2 separate regions of the Rattus norvegicus genome follow, and region 1 is linked to region 2. A link is a contact called in public Hi-C data. All regions are on one chromosome and are shown on one strand. Each heading gives the region's core, a stretch centred on a gene start, on an enhancer-like site or on the middle of the called end of the contact. The rest is flanking DNA. Distances are from core to core; before and after follow the strand shown. Region 1 overlaps Arnt2 (aryl hydrocarbon receptor nuclear translocator 2). Region 2 holds the start of Abhd17c (abhydrolase domain containing 17C, depalmitoylase).

What was found. A called contact is a pair of places that touch in the nucleus more often than the background predicts.
Region 1: a Hi-C map of frontal cortex shows a contact between it and region 2, with 1.9 times the contacts expected there. The contact joins the enhancer-like site here to the promoter of Abhd17c in region 2. A contact is called at or near these places in 3 of 12 Hi-C or Micro-C datasets (the A7r5 cell line, frontal cortex and kidney).

Annotation. Positions count from the first base shown.
Region 1 is chr1:147,669,377-147,674,714 of GRCr8, reverse strand. All of the region lies in intron 12 of Arnt2 (aryl hydrocarbon receptor nuclear translocator 2), which reads left to right. Among named protein-coding and RNA genes, the nearest start is that of Arnt2, 130 kb to the left of the region's middle. Within about 2 kb of position 1,419, at least 9 of the 93 cell types and tissues checked have an H3K27ac peak or open chromatin away from gene starts, as enhancers often do.
Region 2 is chr1:147,532,322-147,538,131 of GRCr8, reverse strand. Abhd17c (abhydrolase domain containing 17C, depalmitoylase) reads left to right here and starts at 3,417. Exons shown (of 3, transcript NM_001100736.2): 1 at 3,417-3,994. The coding sequence starts at 3,432.

The DNA of each region.
Region 1 (5,338 bases), core at 170-2,669, 140 kb before region 2:
AACTCCCAATCTCCATTCCTCGGGTTCAGTCAAGGTTGGTCCTGAAACCCATGGCCTTCTCTTCCTCATCTCCTGACACCAGGGGATCCTTCTAAGAACCTGCCACATCCCTCTGTCAGAGCATCCTTCTGAACTGGCCTCGCTGAGCTACTGCTACCATTCAGCTTGCCCCCGTCCCTTACAGCCCAGCGTTCACACCAGTCCAACAGCTTCGATCACACCATCTGGGACACACAAACTCTTGCTCCCAGATACCACTCTGTCAACTGCCTCCTGGACCAGCTCTCATTCTAGACATTTTCTGTCCCTGTGTACTTGGTACAACTGGATTTGTCTTCTGCCCCATCTGCTGGTCAAACTGTAAATGGGAAAGAACAAATGTGAGAAGCCATAGATCCAGATGGGTAAAATGATGGGCCTATCACATCTTGAGGGTTCAATCAAATGGAGGGTATTCCATTTCCCCCCGTCAATCCCACAATGTGGAAGAGATGTTCTCTTTACCCAGGGACCAGAGACGTGCCCATGAGTGCCACACCCAAATCTGATCCTAGGACTGCTGAAAAGAAGGAAGATTGAGAAATGGGAGTAGAGCCAGATGCACGGGGCTAGGGAGGACTGTGTTCAAGGTATAGAGGGTTATGTGCAGGTTTCTCAGGTGCTTACGAGCTAGGGGTGCCAGGTCCTTGGCAGAAGAAGGGCAATGATAGCTCTGACCTGCCTAGCACCTGTGCAAGCCAGATCTCTGCCCCTAGGCTTATCTCTCCCAGTATGGCCTCACACCTGCCAATTCAGGCTGCCTAGCCAAGAAGTGGTGGAAATAGACAAACAAGCCAACTATTCAGAGTCCTGGACACGATTCTAGAACCATTCCCTTTTGGATCTTAGGGAAAGCCACTTCCAGTCTGGATCCTGCCTCCTCTGCCCCTCATCCCTCTTTGTTCCTTCTCAACATGTGGTTGTGCACACAGCCCTGTGCTCAGCAAGGGCTCTGAGGCTGCTGAATTCCTGTGAATTAGGCTGTTCTTGAGGGTGTCACCTATGCACTCACTGTCAACCTTCCTAAATCTCCCCGTCACTAAATCCTCCCTCATGGTTAGCTACTTACAAAGCATGTCAGAGCCACCCCTCTACAAGAACAGTTCCCTGGCTGGGCAATCAGCAGCTTTCTAGATTTGGGTGAGCAGAGCAGACCTAGGATCCTTGTTGGAGATGGTTGGGGGCTTTTCAGTCTGTCATCATTGCAGTTTTCTAGTCTTTGGTTACATTCTTTCTGCCATCAGAGTCACATGTCTTGTCACAGCTAATGAAGCTGATATCTCCTGACCATCATGACTGCCATGGCCTAGGGCAGGCAAGGTGCTTGCATTACCTTCTTGCTTTAAGGGGAGACCCAGTCCAAGGATCATAAGCTTTGAGCTTCAAAACCATGAAATCATGGGTAGAGGTAGACGGAAGACAGTGGACAGATACAGAGGAAGAAGAGGACAAACAAAACCCCCAGAACCTGAGGAACACCCCCAGAAGGCAGCCCTGACAAAGGAGAGGCATAGAAGCAGTCACTCTCCTCTGCAAGCCAGCCCCGGCTGACTGGGTTGACCTTCTTTTCTGAAAGCCAGACAGTATTGTTGAGACAGAAAAGCATTTTGTTCAGGGGCAGGCCTTTTGCTGCCTCAAGTCAGTCATTCTCAGCAGCTCCTGTAAGTCGTGTGGATCAGAAAAGCCCTGGGACACCTGCAGCAGCTACAATAGCAACACATATCAGTTTTCTAAACCAGGTGTTTGGTGGCAAGGCGGAAAAGCTGGCTGTGGACGGTAGAGGGCGGTGCTGACCACGCATGTGAGCGCACAGACCTTCCTTGAGTTTTGTCAGCTTTGTCAGCAGTACTCCAGCTAGTTAGACCCTCCTGTGCCCTGTGCTGGGGCTGGGGGTGGGGCGGGGAGCAAGGAGTTGCTTGCTCAGTAGCCTTCAGCTACGAGCATCCAAAAGCAACTTCCTGAAGAAGTTAAGCAAGCATTGGGTGTTTAGCATTTGTGCTAAGCTGTTGAAAAGGCTCTTTGTCACCTCTGACTTCTTCCTGTTCCTTCCACACAGATGGAAGCCCAGAAAAACAGACTGATGCAACACGCGGGTGCACACTGCTGAGCTGGGCCAGGTCTTGGGATTTGATACTATGAGAAACCAGACTGTCCTTTCCGTATCCGCCCATCCTGAACATTCCCTTCCCGTCTCTCTTCAGGGGAGAATTGACGTGCAGTTATCCTTAGGCCAAGCCTCTGATAGATATTAAAATAGCACTAGTCTGACGTTGTCTCAGGTTCTCATGGCACAAGTTCTTGATGTGTACCTACACCCATGTCTACATGTGTGCACTTATGTGTATGTACATGAAGGGGTGGGTGAATATGTATGTGTCCATGTGAGGGTAGGCATGTGTGTGCGTGCATGTATGCACACGTACATGCATACATACATATGTGTGAGTACAAACATGGGTTTAAAGCCCCACCATGCCCAAAGCCCAACTGGTCAATGATCACATATACTCAGTGATAGTTAGTCACAATTACCTGCCTGATAGTAGGTGGAAAGAGAAGAGAAGAGATGTATGCAAAAGGAGGCAGACGGTTGTATGCCCAGGAGGCATCAGCCTTCAGTGAAGGCTGGACACAAAGACACCATCTTCTTCTGTCCTTCTGCGATCCAGGCAGGCAAGGTGGAACTGAGACTCTTCTAGTTACAGGCTCCAACCCCAGGGAGCATCTTGACCCTTTTCCTGTCCCTCAGAGGAGAACCAGAACTGAATGTGCCTAGAGTTCTAGCACACTTCCCCCTCTGCCCCAGTGGAGGTCTTGGTGTAGTGTGACTTAAACATTCTGCAGTTAATAACTAATACCTGAAATTAATGCGGCAACAGTTACTTTTTAACCAGCTACTACCCAAATAAAGGACACAGAGACCCCTAGAATTATAATAAGCTTTAAAGAACCAGAGCTGGGCAGATATCAACCCTCTACACTATTTGTCTGCTTTCATGTCTTGAACCCCAATGTATTACTCGCCATATGTTTCATTTGCACTGCTCTTGCTTCATCAGGCTAGCCCTCACAGACACATGCTCATGACCCGTATTACCCATGGTGACTTCCTTCTTCCTCCTCTCCTCGCTCTCCTTCATGGTCCCTACCTTACACCCCAAGCCCAGGAACCTTTGTCCTGCCTACCTCACTTCTGCTCAGCTATAGGCTGTCAGCAACTTTTATTAACCGATCATGGATAATTTGAGTGCAAGATTTGCACAACGAAAGCTGATGTACATGAAAAGTCATTCATCTTGGGGCAACAGAGTTTACTGGGGTACAGATTTAGCATTTGAATACATAGCAGCACCAGACCAACCCCTCCAGTCTCCCCAGAGCCCTGGGACATGGAGGGTGTTTATTCTGGGCAGAGGGAAGAATACAGGGTCCACAGCCCTGCAGAATTAGATTGGGATCCGTTCTGTGCTGCGTTCTAGCTAGGAGCAGCACTTAAACTTGCTGAGCGTCCTCTCCTTTATCTGATAATTGATAGCCATATACTGTAAAGATGTAAAGTGCCGGCCAACTACTGGTGATCAGTCTTCCATTCAGATATTAGCCTGCCAGTGAGCCATCGTGCTTCCCTAAGGTGCAGGGAACAGGAAACAGCAGATAATGGAGTACAAACAAGGAAGGACACGGTTTTTCTTTGACAGTAACGATTATATCAATTCTTTTTAAGAAAAAAAATTAAGAAAGGGTCTCAGGTTGCCCAGGCTGGCCTTGAATATAACTTTAAACTACTGGATCTGTTGCCTTCACAAGTCTAGTGCTGGGATTACAGGCATGGGCCACCATGACTGCTTTTATGTCATGCTGGAAATTGAGCCCATAGTTTCATGCATGCACTCACATAACTCTGAGATATTCTAGCCCTCTTTTTAAATGTTTTGAAATCTATCATCATCATCATCATCATCATCATCATCATCATCATCATCATCAATGCTCCGCTTTGCTGATATGACAGGCAGAGGTGCGCACTGCCTGGAGGTACAGCACATGCTCCTGATTCCATCCTTGCCTTTGTTCCTGGGCTCTTGTACCACAGTAAATGGCCAGGTCCTTTGGTCCCTGGTACCTCAGTCTTCTCATCTGACCTTCCCTGGAGACCCAGCTCCACCAGAGCAGGAATCTTGGGGGGCGGGGGGGTCTGAGTCATCAGAACATGACTTGGGCATAGCTGTTTTCTTTGCCTCCACATAGTTCACTGAATAGACTTCTGGGTTTGATTCCAAAGCAGCCGCTCAGCAGGTCCTCCTGCAGCATCTCTTTACTGGGGTATCTAGAACTGAGGACCTTACCCTCTACCTTCTTCGTGGCTTCACTGTTCCCTGAAAGCAACCCAGTCTCCCTACTTTAAAACTTGAAGCACCAGTTTTCTCTCTCACCTTTTTTCCCCACACACACACCCCACCCCTCAGAACATTCTGGCAGAGTAGGAGGAGCCAAGCAGCTTGGACTCAATCCTGAAGTCAAATCCTGCTCTGCTGTAACAGGACACCTCTGACCTAACCCTAGCTTTGAGCTCCAGCTTCTTGATATTAGCATGTGGATGAAGTAACCACCATAAAAATTCTGAGGCATGAATAAGATGTGCGCCCCGACGGCAGGTGGGCAGCTACAACCTGCAGCTCTGCTCAAGTGCTGAACAGGCTGCTGTCCTCAAGTGCTTAGAAAAGAATTCTAGTACTGGGTTTTTTTTTTCACCCTGCATAAAACAAAGTCATTTGCTGAAGCTCCTTATTTGATCCAGGCATGGTGGTTCCTGGAGAGCTGAGGCAGGAGGATCAAGAGATCCAGACCTGTCCAGGATGCATGCGAAGACCCAGTCTCAGAAATAAAATTTGAAGGCTGAGAAAATGGCTCCATGGGTAAAGCACGGAACAAGCATGAGATCCTGAGTTTGGAGTCTCAACTTCCATGCAAACAGCTTAGCATGACCATGGAGCTGCTGGGGTGGAGGCAGGTGGATGCCTGGAGCTCATTAGCAAGCCATTCTAGCCAATCAGTGAGCTCAGAGAAGAAGATGGAAAACAAATGAGGAAAAACTCCTGATGCCAACCTCCGGTCTCTGCATGCACATACGCCAGGACACACACTTATTTTCCTTACGTTTTCAACAGTTTGTGTAGAAGTCAAAACCTGAAGTGCAGGGGTTGGAGTAAAACAAAAATAAAAGCCTTTTAGTGCTCTATAGAGATCAGGCTACTTAGCTTGACTCTGAGGAGCTTGGGTTTCTCCCCTACCTCAACCC
Region 2 (5,810 bases), core at 2,168-4,667:
GCCAAAGTTAGGATGAGGCCGAGCAAAGCGATTCAGGAGAAACTGAGAGAAGTGAGGGTAAATCACAACAGTTTGAGCCAAAACAGCTGTCTTGAACCAGCCTGCCAGAGATCAGAAAGAGCTCAGAAAAGGAGAGCATATTCAACATCAAGTCTCAGAGGCTGAAAGCACTCTAGGCCTAGATAAGATTGTATGGTGGCTAGAAGCTTCTAGTACTAGGCCTAGCAGACAAAGGCAGTCAGTCTCTAGACAACAAATTGTATCAGGTGAATACAAGTTACTTTTACACCCTTCTCTTTTGGTCCTAATACATGAGTCACCTATCCCATATTAATATGGCTTTGCCTTTACAAATCAAGTCAATCTTCAGTCAATCAACACTTACAAGATTAATATGTCAAATGTAAAATGTCAAACATGTAAATTCCAATATCAAAGAGTAGAAGCCAATGCCTTCAGCTACATGGTGTGTTGTTTAGCTCATTAGTCCTAGCTGGTGGGCGGGGAAAGAGTTACTTCAACAGCAGTGACAATCCTAACATTTGGCTGTGATGTGACCTTGTCCCTTCACATGTCCCAGGTCAATTCATTGACTAGACTCATGCTGAGGACCCAACAAACACATTTGCTAGTCTGAATTCAGGGTAAACCTTACTATGCTAGAATGGTAAGAATCACATAGGAGTTCTTTAAGGTCAAGTTGGACAGCTGTTAACTTGGTCCTTGTATCTAATAGGGCACAGCTATTCTCCAAGGTGGATGCTAAACTCTCCCAGCCAAAATGCCAAGGCATCCTGTCTCTCCTGTGGATGCTCCCTCCTGAAGATGGTTGTACAGAGAGGTTAGCATCTAAAAACTAGAAAGTATTTATTTGCTGAGGAGCTTTTACATGACGAATGTGCTGAGACACTGAGTTTGTTACACCCTAGCAGCACATCTCATCTTAGAGGGCCACACAAAGTCTAACCTCAGCTCTACGTAATATGGGTGAGCAAGGCTTGCCCTCTATGGCATTCAGCACATTAAGTTTAATAGTCACATAAACACAAATGAGTTTACTTTTACAGGAAGCTTCCCTCTGTATAGTCTCTCAAAATGATCCAAAAGGTTAGTCTTTCCATTTAGTTATTAGTCATGTACAGAGTCGTATTGCACACATCCTTTGCAGAGGATACAGAGACTAAACTAAAGAAGCCAACTTTGGGTTTCCCAACAGGACTGCCACCAGAACATCTGGAATATGACTGCTATCCTTCCTATAGTCAGCACAAAGATGCGGACTTAGGAATCATTAGCTGTCCTTTCACGAGCTGTGAGCTAGTCCATTCTGTCAGGTGGGAGGAACGGTGCTGGAGGAAGACTGACTAGGAGGAGAGTGGACAGTACTCATTTCAGTTCAGTTCTCAAAGTCCCTTGTTTTCACTCTGCATTAGACTAGAGTGAAGCGTACTGGCATCTGTTCCTCACAGAAATAGCAAGACAGGACCTGAGACCATTGTCTAAGGATACAAGATGGCTCAGTGGGTAAACAAGTCTGACGATCCAAGTTTGATCCCCCAAACTCGCATGATGGAAAGAGAGAAACAACTCCTATAAGTTGTCTTCTCAACTCCATACCTATGTCCACCCCCAAAATACATATAATAATAATAATACAATCACCTAAATGTTCACAAAGGACTGATTTATTTGCTTGCTTATTTATTTATTTTATTTATTTATTTATTTAAGTTATGGTCTCATTGCCCGGTCTGGCCACTATGAAGTTGGGAGTGACCACGAACTCCTGATCCCGCAAACTGTTTTCAGGCTTCTTAAGAGTGTCTTGACTGTGGCAGAGATAACTTTCTCTTTGCAATTCTGGCAACTGACCCAGTAGCTATGGCATGAAAAACGCCACACACATTGACTTAGTACAGGAATCAAGCAGGCAAAATAGCAACATGAAAAAACTCTCAAGTCTTTGGGGGAAAAAAAATGAAACTGAAAGCCAGAAGCTAAAGCCTAGCAATGGAAGAACAGTTTTGCCCATCTAACTTTAAAACAGACTTGAAGAGGCATTGTGTGCAGTTTTTTGGAAATTTATGAATTTAGTGAGTATATGGCCTTCTAAAATTCAGTCCACAATGTTACTACTGATGTTGGTATTGATAAATCAATTTAGATTAGGATGCTCAAAATTCTTTTTGTTTTCAAAAAGGTTGTAATCCTTCTTGGGACATCTTTGAGGTCTGGAGTGGTGACTGCCCACTGGGGCTCTGGTTGCATTAACCGCAGGTAGCCTGGGATGCCCTCCTCTCCCTGAAAGCGAAGCCTAATGCCAAAGTCCAGAGGAGAGGCTCTGCCAACTGAACACCAGGGTTCACATGGTTTCAAAGGCCCTGAGAGCTATATTTGGAAAATCACTTAAAGCCCATAGCCAAGACAACAGAGGATTAAAATCGTTTTAACATGTCTTTCATGATTAAAAGTCTGGCGCCAAAACAATTCTAGAGAAACTAACATCATAAAGGACAGATATGGAGTATGAGTATCCAGTTGGCACCATGTAGGGGGGGTTGACGTAAGGGGTGAGGGTGAGAAAGTACCATGTTCACACCAGTTGTAAAACCAACAGGCACGGGAACACGTACGAGGGGGATCAGAGGAGGGTGGTATTCAAAAAGTCTTGAATCTCAGCCACTGGTATAGAGGAAAGAGGAATCCGAGTTCTACGCCAGTGTAGGTTAAACTGTCTCAAACAACCAAAAGAGAAAAAAATAGCATTGATTAGCGGGAAGCAAGGCATTTTTTAATGTATTCAATTCTCTTTCTCAATAATTATCTTTTACATAAATTCCCAATAACCCTACCAGGACAAAGTTGGTTCTGGAGAACCGAATCCTAAAGTATCTGTGCACCTACCTTTTCAATCCAGGATTGTCCCAACCGCCCCATCTCTTCAGAGCCCCGCCCCAATCACGGTAAGCTCCGCCCCAGACACCAGAGCCTCGCTTCGGATCCCGGAGTTTGTTCTAACCAGCAGCCCTGCCCAGATGCACTAACTCCCCGCCCAAGAGGTGAGAGCCCCGCCCAGACAGGGGAGTCCTGCTTCAGACTAGGGCGTCCGTTCTGAGGGGTAGCCCCGCCCGCTTGTGGGGGCGCGCGGCGCGGTAACCCGGAAGTGGCGGCAGCGTGCGGGGGCGGGGCGGCGCGCTCGAGCGGGCCATGGCCGCCGCCGCCGCGGGCTTTGTGTGCAGCGCGCGAGCCCCGGTCGTCCGCACCTCGCCGGGGCTGCGGGGCTGCCGCTGACCCGCCCCGCTCGCCGCGCCGCGCCCGCCTGGCCCCGCCCCTAGCCTCTCCGCCTCCTCGGCCGGCCTCCAGTTCTCGGCGCTCTCCCTCTGCGCTCCCTGCGCTTCCCTCCCGCCCGCGGCGGGCGCCAGGCCGTCCCGATGCCCGAGCCCGGCCCCAGGATGAACGGCTTCTCGCTCGGCGAGCTGTGCTGGCTCTTCTGCTGCCCTCCTTGTCCGAGCCGCATCGCCGCCAAGCTGGCCTTCCTGCCGCCCGAACCCACCTACACGGTGCTGGCGCCCGAGCAGCGCGCGCCCGCGCCCGCTGCGACCCCGGCGCCAGCCCCGGCGGCGCAGCCCGCTCCGGCCGAGGAGGGTGCGGGCCCCGGCGCGTGCAGCCTGCACCTGAGCGAGCGCGCCGACTGGCAGTACTCGCAGCGCGAACTGGACGCCGTAGAGGTCTTCTTCTCGCGCACGGCCCGCGACAACCGGCTGGGCTGCATGTTCGTGCGCTGCGCGCCCTCCAGCCGCTACACGCTGCTCTTCTCTCACGGCAACGCTGTGGACTTGGGCCAGATGTGTAGCTTCTACATCGGCCTGGGCTCGCGCATCAACTGCAACATCTTTTCTTACGACTATTCGGGCTATGGTGTGAGCTCCGGCAAGCCCTCCGAAAAGAATCTCTACGCCGACATCGACGCCGCGTGGCAGGCGTTGCGCACCCGGTGAGCCCCGAGCCACGGGTTGGGTGCGGGCTTGTGCTCCCAGATTGTTGCATTCGCTCCGGATCACCAGCCCTTGTGGGGATGGATAGCTCAGACTTAAAGGGTCCTGCCTGCTTTTCACTGGCCAGCGAGGCCTGGAGTCTTTGTGGCTCCGGTTAAACGCACGTGGCCGCTGTGGGGGGTGCTAACGTACCGGCCAAACCAACTTGGTTGAGCTTGAGTTGTGTGATGAACTACGCGCAGACCCTGAAGGTCTGGAAGAAGTGACCTTGGGTTTTTCAGTGTCCTGTGAAAACAGGGGAGAGACTATGACCTTTAAAAGACTTTCTAAGTAGAAAGTCCCCCTGGGGCGATGCCTGAACAGCCCTTAAGGCTGGGTCGGGTCGGGTGTGGTGAGGACTTTGCCTCTTGGTCCGGCAGAGTTTGTGGTTCCTTGAGATCAGGAAGTTAGCTGATGTCGGAACCTTCCCTAAACCCCACTAGTAGCGCAGGGTGTCTTATAGGCTCGAGGGAATCGGTTGACCTTGAGTTAGGGTTCATAAAACTGGAATTATTCGGGGTCTTTTACATGCCAAGCACAAATTGTTATATCTGGGGACAGATCAGGTGGGAAAAAGAAAAACCTGCTTGAGTTTTACTCTGAACTTAGACTTTTGATTTGTGAGAAAGTTAAGTGACCTGTCCTGTTTGATGCTTGTGACCTTCCCATGTAATCCCCATAGCACAGGTGGCAACCTTTTGGGTAATGAGCTTGGATTTCTTTAGAGGAACAAGTCCTCAGAATAAGGACAGTAGGCACTGTTCTTTTTAGAGACCTTTGTATAGTTTTTATGAAAAGTCTATTTGCTGGGCTAAGTACATGATCAGTAATAATGACTTATTTCCATATGTGTTGCCCGTATGTTCATAAATTATCCCTTATGCTTCTTGAGAAACAGAGAAGTACTTAGTATTTACTCTGTGCTGTTTGCTTAAACTCTTCTGAGGTCTTGGAGGGGATCCTTAATTGGGGTGTAGTTTTCAGAGAACGATGTAGGCAGATGCGGCTGGATTCTGTCCTGATGGAGTGGCTGAGGATCCACAAGTAGTCACATGCCACCTGTTCCCAAGAACAGGTTTCAGAAGTATGTGTCAGGGAGGGCTGGTGTAGGATATGCCTCAGTACTCTGAGGCAGAGGCTGAAGGATTGCTGAACGTTTCAGGCTAGCCTTAGCTGCACGGTGAGTTCTACATTGGTCAGGGCCTGGAAAAAGTGTTCAGGTAGCTAGGTGGCTGAGTGAGTGGAGGCTGCTTTCTGGGCAGACATGGTGACCAGAGTTTGACTTGTGGAATACAGAGGTGGAGGGAGAGAGAACTGGCTCTCCTAGGCTGTCCTGTCATCCAGTAATTGTGCCCACACTCATCTACCATACCCAGTTCTTTTTAAAAAGCACGCGTCGCACATCTTGAACTACCTAATCTGCCATAGTGTAGGTGGTAAAAATAAATTTTAGTATTAGATATTTTTACAGTGAAACAGTAAAGTCCTACCTTGAGTTGATGTTCTATAAAAATTTCTACAAAACATTGCTCCGATGTGGACCTTTCTTTCTTTCACTCTTGAGTATGTATGTCTGTCTTACCACAAAGGTGAGGTGCAGTCCATAACACATAAAAGGCATTGTTTCGGGGTACGTCAAAATTTGAATTACCTGGTAATTTTGCTTGTGGTTTAATGTTTTACTAGAACTCATATCTAAAATAAGCATGAGTTCTTTGTTGTTGCTTTTAGTTTTTGTTGTTGTTGTTGTTTTTTAAACTGCTTTTGGAGACTCAG